Regions from separate parts of the Triticum aestivum genome. Here region 2 is linked to region 1. The links are chromatin contacts, called in public Hi-C maps. All regions are on one chromosome and are shown on one strand. Each heading gives the region's core, a stretch centred on a gene start, on an enhancer-like site or on the middle of the called end of the contact. The rest is flanking DNA. Distances are from core to core; before and after follow the strand shown. Region 1 holds the start of LOC123160306 (proline iminopeptidase). Region 2 holds the start of LOC123163142 (E4 SUMO-protein ligase PIAL2).

Evidence for each region. A called contact is a pair of places that touch in the nucleus more often than the background predicts.
Region 2: a contact with region 1 is called in a Hi-C map of leaf, with 4 times the contacts expected there. The contact joins the promoter of LOC123163142 here to the promoter of LOC123160306 in region 1. A contact is called at or near these places in 2 of 5 Hi-C or Micro-C datasets (both in leaf).

Annotation. Positions count from the first base shown.
Region 1 is chr7B:26,380,877-26,386,636 of IWGSC CS RefSeq v2.1, forward strand. It overlaps LOC123160306 (proline iminopeptidase), which reads left to right and starts at 3,155. Exons shown (of 10, transcript XM_044578110.1): 1 at 3,155-3,594; 2 at 4,156-4,292; 3 at 4,385-4,558; 4 at 4,671-4,907; 5 at 4,988-5,088; 6 at 5,176-5,248; 7 at 5,338-5,406; 8 at 5,489-5,596. The coding sequence starts at 3,291.
Region 2 is chr7B:26,727,653-26,733,412 of IWGSC CS RefSeq v2.1, forward strand. It overlaps LOC123163142 (E4 SUMO-protein ligase PIAL2), which reads right to left and starts at 2,655. Exons shown (of 16, transcript XM_044580902.1): 1 at 2,273-2,655; 2 at 2,053-2,125; 3 at 930-995; 4 at 333-398; 5 at 140-222. The coding sequence starts at 2,499. LOC123160372 (a long non-coding RNA gene) reads left to right here and starts at 4,951. Exons shown (of 2, transcript XR_006480148.1): 1 at 4,951-5,313; 2 at 5,411-5,760.

The DNA of each region.
Region 1 (5,760 bases), core at 1,905-4,404:
TGGAGGAGGGTGGTGGAGGCGAAGGTGGTGGCGGACACCATCAGTGGTGGAGGCAGGAGGGTGGCCAGCCAGGGCCCGGGCCCTCCCCAACTTTCTCATTTCCTTTGTATTGTGCATATGAACAGTGACAATTTTTTACTGTTGCCTGCAGCCGGCCCTCCCCAACATCCGATTATATACATTCCTGCCTCCGCCACTGGACACCATACCTCTGTTGCTGATGCCGAATAACAAACAGGCCACGAGGATCACTATTGGCTTGATCCCCATGTTGATCTGGTAGTATGCCTTGATGTCTGAGCAGATATAGCGCCTTCAAATTGTGTTGTTTTATCTCGTTAAGGCTGGTCATAGTGGGGAGTAACTTAGACTAGTGTCATATACATGACACTAGTTTAAGTTACTACCTTTATAATGCAAAGTAACATAATAGTAGTATCATGGATGGCTTCATTTATTAACTTGTAGACTCATCTTGTTTCGGAAAGCGCTATGTTACAGTAACATATTATGTTACCACCTCTCATTAACTACTTGCCACGTAAGCAAAATTTTCTTGAAATGCGCTATGTTACTACCTAAGTTACTCTCACTATTTATAGGCGAACGGGCTAGAGGAAGTTAATGTGCAAACAGGATTTCGATTCTTTGTTTGAGGCAAGCATTCAATTCACGATTCTCCACATGTACACACATATTCGATTGAGAAAAGGAATTTATGATCATACGTATCACAAATATATGATCATTTATTAGAGCCATTAATGCAACGTTCCTGACAGACTGCGTTTTTGCCCGTCGCATCTGTCCTAGGCGTTCGGCCATTAGAGCATGGTTAATAATACATGCATATGGTGGCTATATGATATTGTCATATTATCTATAGCCATCATTTATAATCACTCATACAATAAGGTTAGCTATAAGGTCGATTATAAAATTAGTACTTTTTTTTTATCTTCTATCTATCTTTTTTTTATATTATTGCATCTATCTAGGAGCACGTGTATAGTTATGCACTTGCATGAGAGCTCACTTCACTTACGTTATCATATTTCTCTCTTTTACATAGACAAAATTGTCATGTAAGCAGGCTACAAACCTGCTACTGTACTTGCTCTTAGAGCATGGTTAATAGTATAGCGAGCAACTGACTATATAAGCATGTTATGTCATCCAAAGTTAGCATTTAATTACTGATATAATAGTGCTGACCATAAGGTTGGTCATAAGGTAACAACTTTTTCTCACTTTCTCTTTATCTCTTCCTCCCATTAAATATTTTTATCTAGGATCACACGTAGAGGCGGGCTCTTGCATAAAGGCCCACTCCTTCACTTTTTCAATATCTCTCTCCTTCACATAAACAAAAGTGTCATGTAAGTGGGCTTATAGCCCACTATTGTACTTGCTCTTAGACCAACTTGTGATCTTGTCTGCGCTTGTGTCCTATTGAGGGGTGTCTGCACTTGTCTTGAGGAGCAGAGAAAGCTACATGGGTCGGGCCGCTGGTCCTGTAACAAAGACAAAGCTATATGTAGTTTGGGCCTTAGGGGTGGCCCACGCGAATGAAGGAAGAAAAATGCGCCTTGGTGATTTCGCAAAGCAAGGCAAACCCTATTTTTCGCATTCCGCAACAAAACTGTCCACCTGCTGCACACCCGCTCGTACATGGGCCGGCCCATTTACCGTATTTTTTCAAAGTCTGATGATCCCCGTTTTGGGAACCTTTTGGAAGGATCCCGACCGGTTTCGGAACCTACCGGTAGGTTCTGAACCGCCTTTTTCCTTATGGTTTTTTGGATTCTTCTTATTTCTTTTTTGGTTTTTCTGTTTCCAGTCTTGTTTTATCATAAAATAAAAAAACAAATTTTCAAAAAAATTGTTCGGACTTTCAATACATACCTCACATTTTTCAAATAATTGTTCGGAATTTTTAATTCTCTTCACAATTTTCAATAAATGTTTGGATTTTGAAATTTTGTTCATTGTATTAAAATGTGTTCATGTTTTTTTAAAAATTGTTCCTCTTTGTCCAAAAGTCGTTTTATGTTCAGTGCTCGGGCAATGCCTTAAATTTCACTTCTTGCATTCGTACATCTCATACTAGATTCTTATATCCATACAAAGACATGCAAAAGAAGTAGAACCTACATACTACGTCGATCCTAGCTACTCCTCGTTGGAGATCACGGCGATCTTCGTGTCCAGCTCGGGCAGCATGGGCGGCAGCTGCAGCTCTCGCTCCTCCGGCGCCTTTGGTTGCTCCGCTCCAGCCTCCTCCACCTCTATCTCCGCGTCGAGCTCAGCGAAGAGCGCGTTGGACTCCTGCTCCATCGGAGGAACGCCCGGTTGTCCTCCACATAGGCCTCATCCTGGATGGACTTCAGGATGGCCTGCTGCTCCGCCATCTCGTCGGACTGGGCAACGGTCAACTCCGCCTCCGTCTGCTCCAAGTTGAAGGCGGGCATCTGCTGGTCTGGCTCCTCCACCTCCATCGGAGCCATCTCGTCCTCCTCCTCTTCCCCCGGCTGCTCCTCCTCCTCCTTCTCCGGCTCCGGCGAGTACGGAGGCAGCCTCGCAGCGATGCGGGCGGTGCGCGCGGCTTGCCCCACCCGGATCTCCTGCTGGATCTCGGAGCGACGCTCCGGCGTCAGCATGGCATAGTAGGTGATCTTGCTCCGGACCATGGCGGAGTGCCGGAGCGTGGGCGAAGTGTTTTACAGCGGAAAGAGTGCCGGAGCGGGAGAGGGAGGAGGTGTATGGGCTCGGACTGGCGGCACGAAGAGAGGGGAGGGGGGTGGGTTAGGGTTGCCAGACGCCGACCGACTTAAATAGCCGAATTTGGTCTTGGACGGCGAACCGGCGCCACGCGGTGTTCACACCGCAGCGACGGACCTGGCGTCCATCGGATCGCCGGGTTTCCGGGCGTTTTCGCGTGGGACCCCGCCGTCAGACCGACGTGGCGGCCGTGCCCGGTGCGTCCGGGCACCCCCATATCCGCCCCATATTTGGGCTGGATGTGGGGGTGTCGGTCAGTCCGAGCGTTTGAAGACCATTTGAGGGGTCTGTCTGGGTCAAAAAAATCATGACGTATATGTCGAGTTTGAGAGGTCCAGCTATATAGATGGTCTTAAGATTAGAATTCTGTTTGCTTAGTGTCACTCAGTGTAGCATCCCACCGCAAGTCTCGAACCCAACGAGAAGAGTCCACGTTTCGGATGATTGGTCCGTTATCGGGAAAAAGCCAAACAAATCGCCGCCGTTAAATAAGGATCGACGGCCGCGGCATGGCCGTCGTCACATCGTTCCTCCGCTGCGCGACCGCCGCCGCGCTCGCACTCCACCACCACCACCACCAACCGGCCTTCCTCGCCGTCCGCCTCCGCTTCCCGCGCCACCGGATCCCGACGAGGATGTCCATGTCGTCGTCCTCGCCGGCCGCCAGCGCCGCCGCGCCCGCGCCGCACCAGGCCGGGCCGTGGTACGCGGTGCCGGACCTCAGCCTCCGCGACCACCGCTTCGCCGTCCCGCTCGACCACTCCTCCCCCTCCGCGCCGCACATCACCGTCTTCGCCCGCGAGGTTGTCGCAGGTACTCCCCGCTTCCTCCCTCGCATCTCCCCTGCCACGCCTCTCGGTCACGGAGTTAGGGGGATAAGATGGCCCTGCACATCCGCTGCGGGATCGGTGGGCAGGTTAAGTAGAATCTCGCGTGCTCGTTTTATCTCTCTCTCTTTTTTAATCTCTGTTCTGAGGCAACCAGGAATCAGTAGTAGGAGTATATGCTTAGGAAATACTAGTAGGAAGTAAAACATTGTTTGGTAGATTTGGGAATGAGTCATGCAAACATTGACGAACCTTTTGCGCTGTCCACTGGCACGACCATGCTAAAACACACAGTTCCCGCTTGGTTTACTGAATCCTCGGTAAGGCGTGTCGGGTGTAGCTGCAGAGACGCTGGGCCGAGACGCCGAGTGTATGGATACAATGCCCATGCGTGGAAGAACTGAATTTTAAGTTAATGCAATGTATCCAACATCATATGCTTGGAACACTTCATGCTAATTTCATGTTGAGGGAGCGTGCTTAACTTACTACTGTACTGTTCTTTTATGCTCTGCATCCACATGACTGTTTAAGTGTATCATTACAGCTGGAAAAGAAGAGGCCGCTTTGCCTTATCTGGTGTACCTACAAGGGGGGCCTGGATATGAAAGTCCCCGTCCCACGGAAGCGAGTGGTTGGGTAAAGAAGGCATGCGAAGAATACCGCGTGCTATTGCTCGATCAGGTACATTCCAACTTCTTCGGCAGATACTCTGTACTCTTCGGTTTTTGCACCCATCTTGGTCTTCCTGTGCTGACATTCTTTTTACCTTTCAGCGAGGAACAGGATTGTCAACACCGTTGACAACATCATCTCTTTCTCAAATAACATCTGCAGCAGAGCAGGTGGAGTATCTGAAGCATTTCAGGGCAGATAGCATAGTTAAGGATGCAGAGTTTATTCGTCGGCATGTTGTACCGGATGCCAAGCCTTGGACAATTCTGGGACAGGTACAGTATGTAACATCATGTGACCTTGATGCACTTATTTGCCTTGCATTCTTATTTATTGTCGTTAATGCAATATTGTTATTTATACGGTCTACCATTTCCTCCTTTACAGAGTTATGGTGGATTTTGTGCTGTTACGTATTTGAGTTTTGCTCCAGAGGGCCTGAAAGCTGTCCTTTTAACCGGAGGGCTTCCACCACTAGGAAAGCCTTGCACTGCAGAAACTGTGTACAGAGCCTGCTTTAAGCAGGTTCAGCAGCAAAATGAGAAGTACTATAAGAGGTTTCCTCAGGATGTACAAGTCGTTCATGAAGTTGTGAGATACTTGAGTGAATCTGAAGGTGGAGGAGTAAGTCATTCTTATTATTTTTGCGTTTTCTCTCACATGTGAATTTGAAACTTGTTTCTTATGCAACATATTTTTATCAGGTTCTTCTTCCATCAGGTGGCAGGTTAACCCCTAAGATGCTGCAGTGCCTTGGACTATCTGGTTTAGGTTTCACTGGAGGATTTGAAAGACTGCATTATCTGTAAGAAATACTTTGCATTTTCTTCATTACTTGATAAAATAATGTAACTTTCTGATCTGTGCCACTCCTTGCCATTGTCTGGGACAGACTCGAGAGAGTGTGGGATCCTGTACTCGTTCCTGGTGCGAAAAAGAATATAAGCTATTACTTCTTGAAAGAGGTACTAAGCATCACCAATATAATGTTGATCTTTAAAATTACCATGTTCTATGTGTCTAATGGGTAACCTAACATTATATTTTCCTGCAGTTTGACATGTGGGTAGGTTTTGATCAAAATCCTCTTTATGCTCTCTTGCATGAGTCTATTTACTGTGAGGTAACTTTTGATACTTTTTTTTAATCTGTTTAGCTGGTACTGCAACTCATTTTCTAAAGTCTACTGTAATTCATGGATCCAGGGATCTTCATCAAAATGGTCAGCCGATAAGATCCTCAATGAAAATGGAAGTTTGTTTGATCCTGTTAAGGCTACAGAAGAAGGCCGTCCTGTGTATCTTACTGGAGAGGTATGCCCAGATATTTATGGGAAGCGTCATTTGTTATAGTCATGTTCCTGCTAATTTTGAGCTCTATCATGCGCTGAGAGTAGACTTTGTAGCATTTTGATCTGTCTGGCAAGTTTGTAGTAATTTGTAACTCTTTAAATAATGAGATGGGGCAAAGCGTTTGC
Region 2 (5,760 bases), core at 1,405-3,904, 350 kb after region 1:
ATGTTTCGCGAAAATGGGATTTCCAATCTCACATTTTTTGTGGTTCTAATTTCATTTTGTATTAAGATTTACATAAAACTGACAACAGGGAATGTGATGGCAACATGTAAGCATCCAGAGAAAGAGATTCCCTCCTTACCTTGGCATTACTGTTGAAATGATTTCAAGCACGGTGCTGTCATTAGCTGGCTCGCTACTGTTCGTGCAGAAGCTGCCAGATAGCTTCATGCCAAGATAAATTATAACTAGGTAAGATGATATGGCCATGCCACCACCCAAGACTACAGATATGCAATGAACATAAAAGAAGAAACCAAGCATTTCATACACACCTCATCAGCCATTCTGAGAATATCAATGTAATCTGAAGGCTGAAACCATTTGTTTTTACAAGCATTCTGCAAAACAGCATGTGCATTAACAGATTAACTTTTTAGTGGGAGAGCCACATATTATGTTTGAAAAACAAGCTCAAGAGACAAATTGTAACCTTGGCATATAACATAATCAACAGATGCATGAAAAATTGTAACCTTGGCATATAACCTAATCAACGTATGCATGTAACACTTTGAATCGCTTGAAGCAACTCGAAGGTAAATTATACAGTTGAAGAAATTTAACACACATGAGTAGGATCAATGGATAGATGGTAATTGTTTTTATAGCAAAACATTGGGGTTTTGTTTAGACCAGCTGAACATTGGGTCGAAGCAAATAATATGTTGATGATACATATAATCATATATGCAGTCACGGAAGAAAATGTGTTCTTCTCTAAGTCTGTTTACAATTGGACTTTTCAAATAAACCAACATGAGTGAAACAAGACTATATAAACAGATAATTCCTCGTACGTAATTGTGTTCTGGTTTGGGAAAAAGTTTCTAAGTGGTACTAACACATGACTGGCATGAAAGGTGATTTACCTTGCATGATATGATCAGTACCATGACAGAAGATTGTAGAAATGGATCCTTCCTCAGCTCATATACCTGGTAAATAGTGGTAGAGTTAAAATTAATAGCACAGAATTAAGCAAAATATTGACCACGACTTAATTTACCGCATAAACAAATTATCCACCCACAATGAATGGACAACATAATTCAAGGTCAAAATTCGTAAGTGTACAGCTCATATGCTAGTTACCTCATACAACAAATCTAGAAAATAACAATGTTAGGATGTGTTCCCCAGAAGAACTAAATAAGTTCGAAAATACAAAATATATTCACCCATATCCTGAATAGACGGGCAGTTTCAGGTATTGCATAGAAACAAGTATGCCTGGCAAAGACTATATTACCCCCTTGATTAGGTCACTTATTACCAGAAGAAAAGGCATATGAACAACAGAATCACAAATCTAACATAATTTTTTGTGAAATTAGGAACTAGAATCCTCCAAAGAGTGTCCGCTACTATAGTACTTGAAAGGGAAAATAAGTCACTTCACTTTTTAAGTTAAAAGTTAGACTCTCATATGAGTTTCCTTAACTTTGGTCAACTAGTTATCTCTATGCTATGAAGTTGGTGTACTTGAAGTCTTGAATCAACAAAGCACACTGCTGAGGCCGTGACCCTCTCAAAGAGATGTTTCGGAGAAAACAAAAGATACCAATCTACCATTCATTCATTTAAGTCTCACAATTACACAGCTTGCGCTCTCAACCTATATGTATTGTGTTACTCCCATTTGCTAAACATTGCAATTTAGACCAAAAGGAAGCGCATTCACAGAAGGTCCAAGGGTAAAAAATACCTAGCTTACAATGAAAAACTCAACTGCCGTCACACCAAATGCGTGTTCCACTTCTATAATGCATTAAGGTGATCACAACTAGTAACTGCTGTAGTGAGTCACACGAGCAGTGAATCATGAGTAAGGAAGGGCGGTTATGGTCTAATAATTAGACTCGCCAGCAGAAACTGCCATGTCCGTTTCACCACTATACGAACCGGCCAAAAGACAACAGAAATTGAGAAGACTGCGCGGAACAAAACAAGGGGAATTTGTCCGGCCGAGGAAGGGGACAGACGCAATTTTACCTTTCTCAGAGTGTCTGGTATCTCACTCGCGATCTTAGGAATGTCACCGCCCGACAGCGCGTAATCGATCCCCCTGCAAGCACGCACGCACGGTGGAAAAAAAAACTAGGCGAAGAGCCACTGCGCCACGACGCCGCGGCCAAAAACCCTAGGGAGAATTAGGGGGGACGGAGGCTGGGACGGGGAGAGCGGGATAATGCGGGTGGGGGGAGGGGCGGACCTGGCGAGGGCGTAGACGAGGTGGGAGAGGTCGGCGGGCGCGAGCGCGTAGGAGCCGCCGCGGAAGTGGCCCCTGATCCGCTCGCCGATGGCCTGCAGGCGGACCGCGTTCATCTCCACCGCCTTCTTCAGCTGCTCCCTGGCCTGCTGCTGCTGCTGTTGTTGCTGCGGCTGCGACGGGGGCGCGGAGGGCTGGGGCTGGGAGGCTAGGGCGGCGCCGCCGGACATGCCTCGGCCTGGCTGGCGGCCGCGTGTCTGTCTCTCCACGGGAAGAGGGGAGAGGAGGGGAGGCGAGGCGGCGGGGAGGAATGCCGAGTACCCGTAGCGGAACCGCTGCGGGCAGGTGGGTGGCGCGGTGGGACGGGGGAGTGTGGCGTGTGGATGACGGGGAGGAGAAGTTTATTTACGGGAGAGAAATGTTGGGAATACGCGCGGGGTTCTCGACTTCTCGGTGGGCAGTTGGGAGGCGGAGCGGTGGGGGGCCGTCGGGCCCGCGCGTCAGCGAGCGATCTGGGGGCGGTTCGTGGGAGGGATTTCGCACACGTCGGTTGCCAGCTGGTACGTATATTGTTTTTCCTTGTTAGTATTTTTTTTTATTTTACTAGCAAAAAAGGCCCGTGCGTTGCAACGGGTGAAAATCAATATCACACGCCTTTGCCGTTTCGAAGCTTATCCTCTTTCCCGCCCTTGTCCATGATAGTTGTGATGTCTACGTGATCACAATGAACCCAAATGTGATCAATCCCAAGATGATGCACTGATCCACCACCTAACACACTATCTATGTAGGCTAGCATTAACTGACAAACTCATGTGGAATCACTTATTATACATGGATATCATAATAGATAATGACCAACAGATGAAGAGGTTAAAAATATCACTCTAAGGGGTTGTTTGGATAGCAAGATTATAGAGAACTAGCTCTAGTTAAACGCAATTTCTGTTGTAACAACCAAACATCTTGTTTGGATCGCCTAACTGAATCATGGATAAAGAAAACTGAGTTCTACAAAACCTCAAAAACCCAGCTTATAGAAAAACGACTATTTGGCGTTTTTATATAAACCAGTTTTATGAATACGGTGGCCACATACAGAGCGCATGGTGCCATGGCCGATGTGCTCCTCCTTCTGCCGACGACGACGTCCGCAATCCTCTTCGGGCATGAGCGAGGCGCCGACGAGTGGGTGAGCTCGCCGCTCGGGGCCCAGACGTGGTCGTGGTCGTGTCGCACGACGACGCATCATAGCGCCGCCACGTCCTCTGCAGGCACAAGCGAGGCGACGCTGGAAGTCAGTGCGGCTCAGCGAGCTCTCGCCGCTCTGGCCCGGACATGGCCTTCGTCGTGTGACACGGTGACGAAGCACAAGGGTCGCGATGTGCTCTACAGGCATCAGCAAGTTTACGCTGGAAGTCGGCGAGGCTCGGCGAGCTTGCCGTTCGTGGCTTGAACGTGCCCGTCGCCGTATGGCATGGTGACTTGGCGAGGCGGGAGCCGGGAGCTGCCGCGGAATACAGAATGCCATAGTCGATGTGTTCGTCTTACCGACGGTTGCTACAACCTGATCTCCCCAGCGTACGCGAACGGCGAACAGCATCACATCGTAAGCACTGCCCCCTGCCTAGTCATCCCAGCGGCGCACAGAGGATACTGCTGCATGGCCGGCAGCCTGGTTCGTTGTCATCACCGTCGCCACCGACAGCGCCCTTGTCTCTGTCGCCGTATTTGGGGAAGTGGCCGCAGCGAGGCTGACAGGAGCGCTCGACGGAGACGCTCCCGCTAAGCGCCAGCAGCTCAATAGATCGACCGAAGGAACGTATTGGAATTTTGACTAAGTCGTTGTGTGATGGAGCTGCGTATCCATGCTTTCTTATTTTTCTCATCCAAACAAAGTATTGTACGTGCTTACCTTAACAGAATAACTAACCAAAACTGGTTTTCCTAAAAATTCTCTAAAAACTCGTTTTCTAAAATCCTACTTCTAATTCCCTGTATCCAAACAACCACTAAGGCCGGCTCCAACACAAGAGCATTTAGAATCCCAAGCAAATTAACATGCACAATCATACGGCCCTAGCAGCTACATTGCGTATACTTTTTTTAGTGTCCGACTCTAGGTTATGGGTTGATACCAGGAAAGTTGCCAGGACGATGCAAAATCTGCCAGTATTTTATTCCCAGTGCCCGCATTATACGTGCCCTAACCACGTTTCAAGTGGCAAAAAAGTAATTTTATTTTTTTAGAAAAAACGGACTTGGCTTTTCTGAACTCTTCTTGATCATCTACATCCATATGGCAGGGAGCCTCCCAAAGCTCGGAAGAAAAAGAGCAATCGCGGTGAGGCAGCATATGTTTGTTCCGTCGTGAACATCTTCGAGTGTTTAATAATTCATTTAAAGTATTTTACGAAATTACCAAAAGATTTGAATTCTAATGATTTTGATAATGTAGTTTTTTTTTCTAATGGTAGGTTTGCTCTATTTGGAAGATTATATTTCATTCTCAATATTTTTTTTGCACTATTAAGTCTTGGTCCAAACACAAGAAAATATTATAACTCCCGTGCGGCTGAGCGGCCTACACGCACCTACACGTACACCCATCAGGCCCATCATGTGTACCTCCATGGCTCCACCGTTGGTTTATCCATTCGTCTCCATCGCTGGCTTATCCATTCGCCCCCACCAGGATGCATCTGCATCCATCTTTCCTATTCTCTCGCTCCATCTCTCATCCTCTCTCAAATCTCTCTGACCGGTGGACTCCGTGTGGGCGGAGCGAAGAGGGAGCCAAGCCAGCCGAGCCGACCCCTCTCCTCTTTCCCTTTCTCGCAGCGATTCGCAATTTGCCCCTTCTCGCTCCATCTCTCTTTCTCATCCCGTGCTTCCACCGATATGCGTAGCCAACGACATTTAAGCGCTATGAGACGGCTGCTCGGCGAAGTTCGTTCCCGGGTTGCCGGCGTGTTCAATCGGGTGACTGCATGCAGGCCCGGATGTGAAGCCTCCAAAATCGCTGGTGCCCCCGTTCCACCTGAGTGAGCGCAGCCGCCGGATCCCGTCTTGTCATGTCCTCTCTCTCTCTCTCTCATTTCCTCGTCTCGTTCTAATTCTATGGAGTGCATATGCATGCAGGCCGATGTGAAGCCAAGTCGCTGGCACCCCGTTCTAGACCACCAGATCCGGAGTGCCACCGACGGTTCCTGTCCCCATCACGCCCGCGTCAACGACCGCCAAGTTGCTGGCACCTCGTTCCAGACCACCAGATCTGGAGCGCCGCCGCCGGATCTCGTCCCCATCACGCCTGCGTCAACGACCGCCGCGGAACCCTCCTCGGCTCCTCCTCCTCAACGATTCACGGCAAGAACTGGGACAGCACCGTGCCCTTCCCCGTCTCCAACACTACAGTGCTCGCGCCGTCGGTGCTGTCGTATTTATTATCATTCGAATATGTGTGGATTTGACCCCTTCGATTGCCTTCCCAT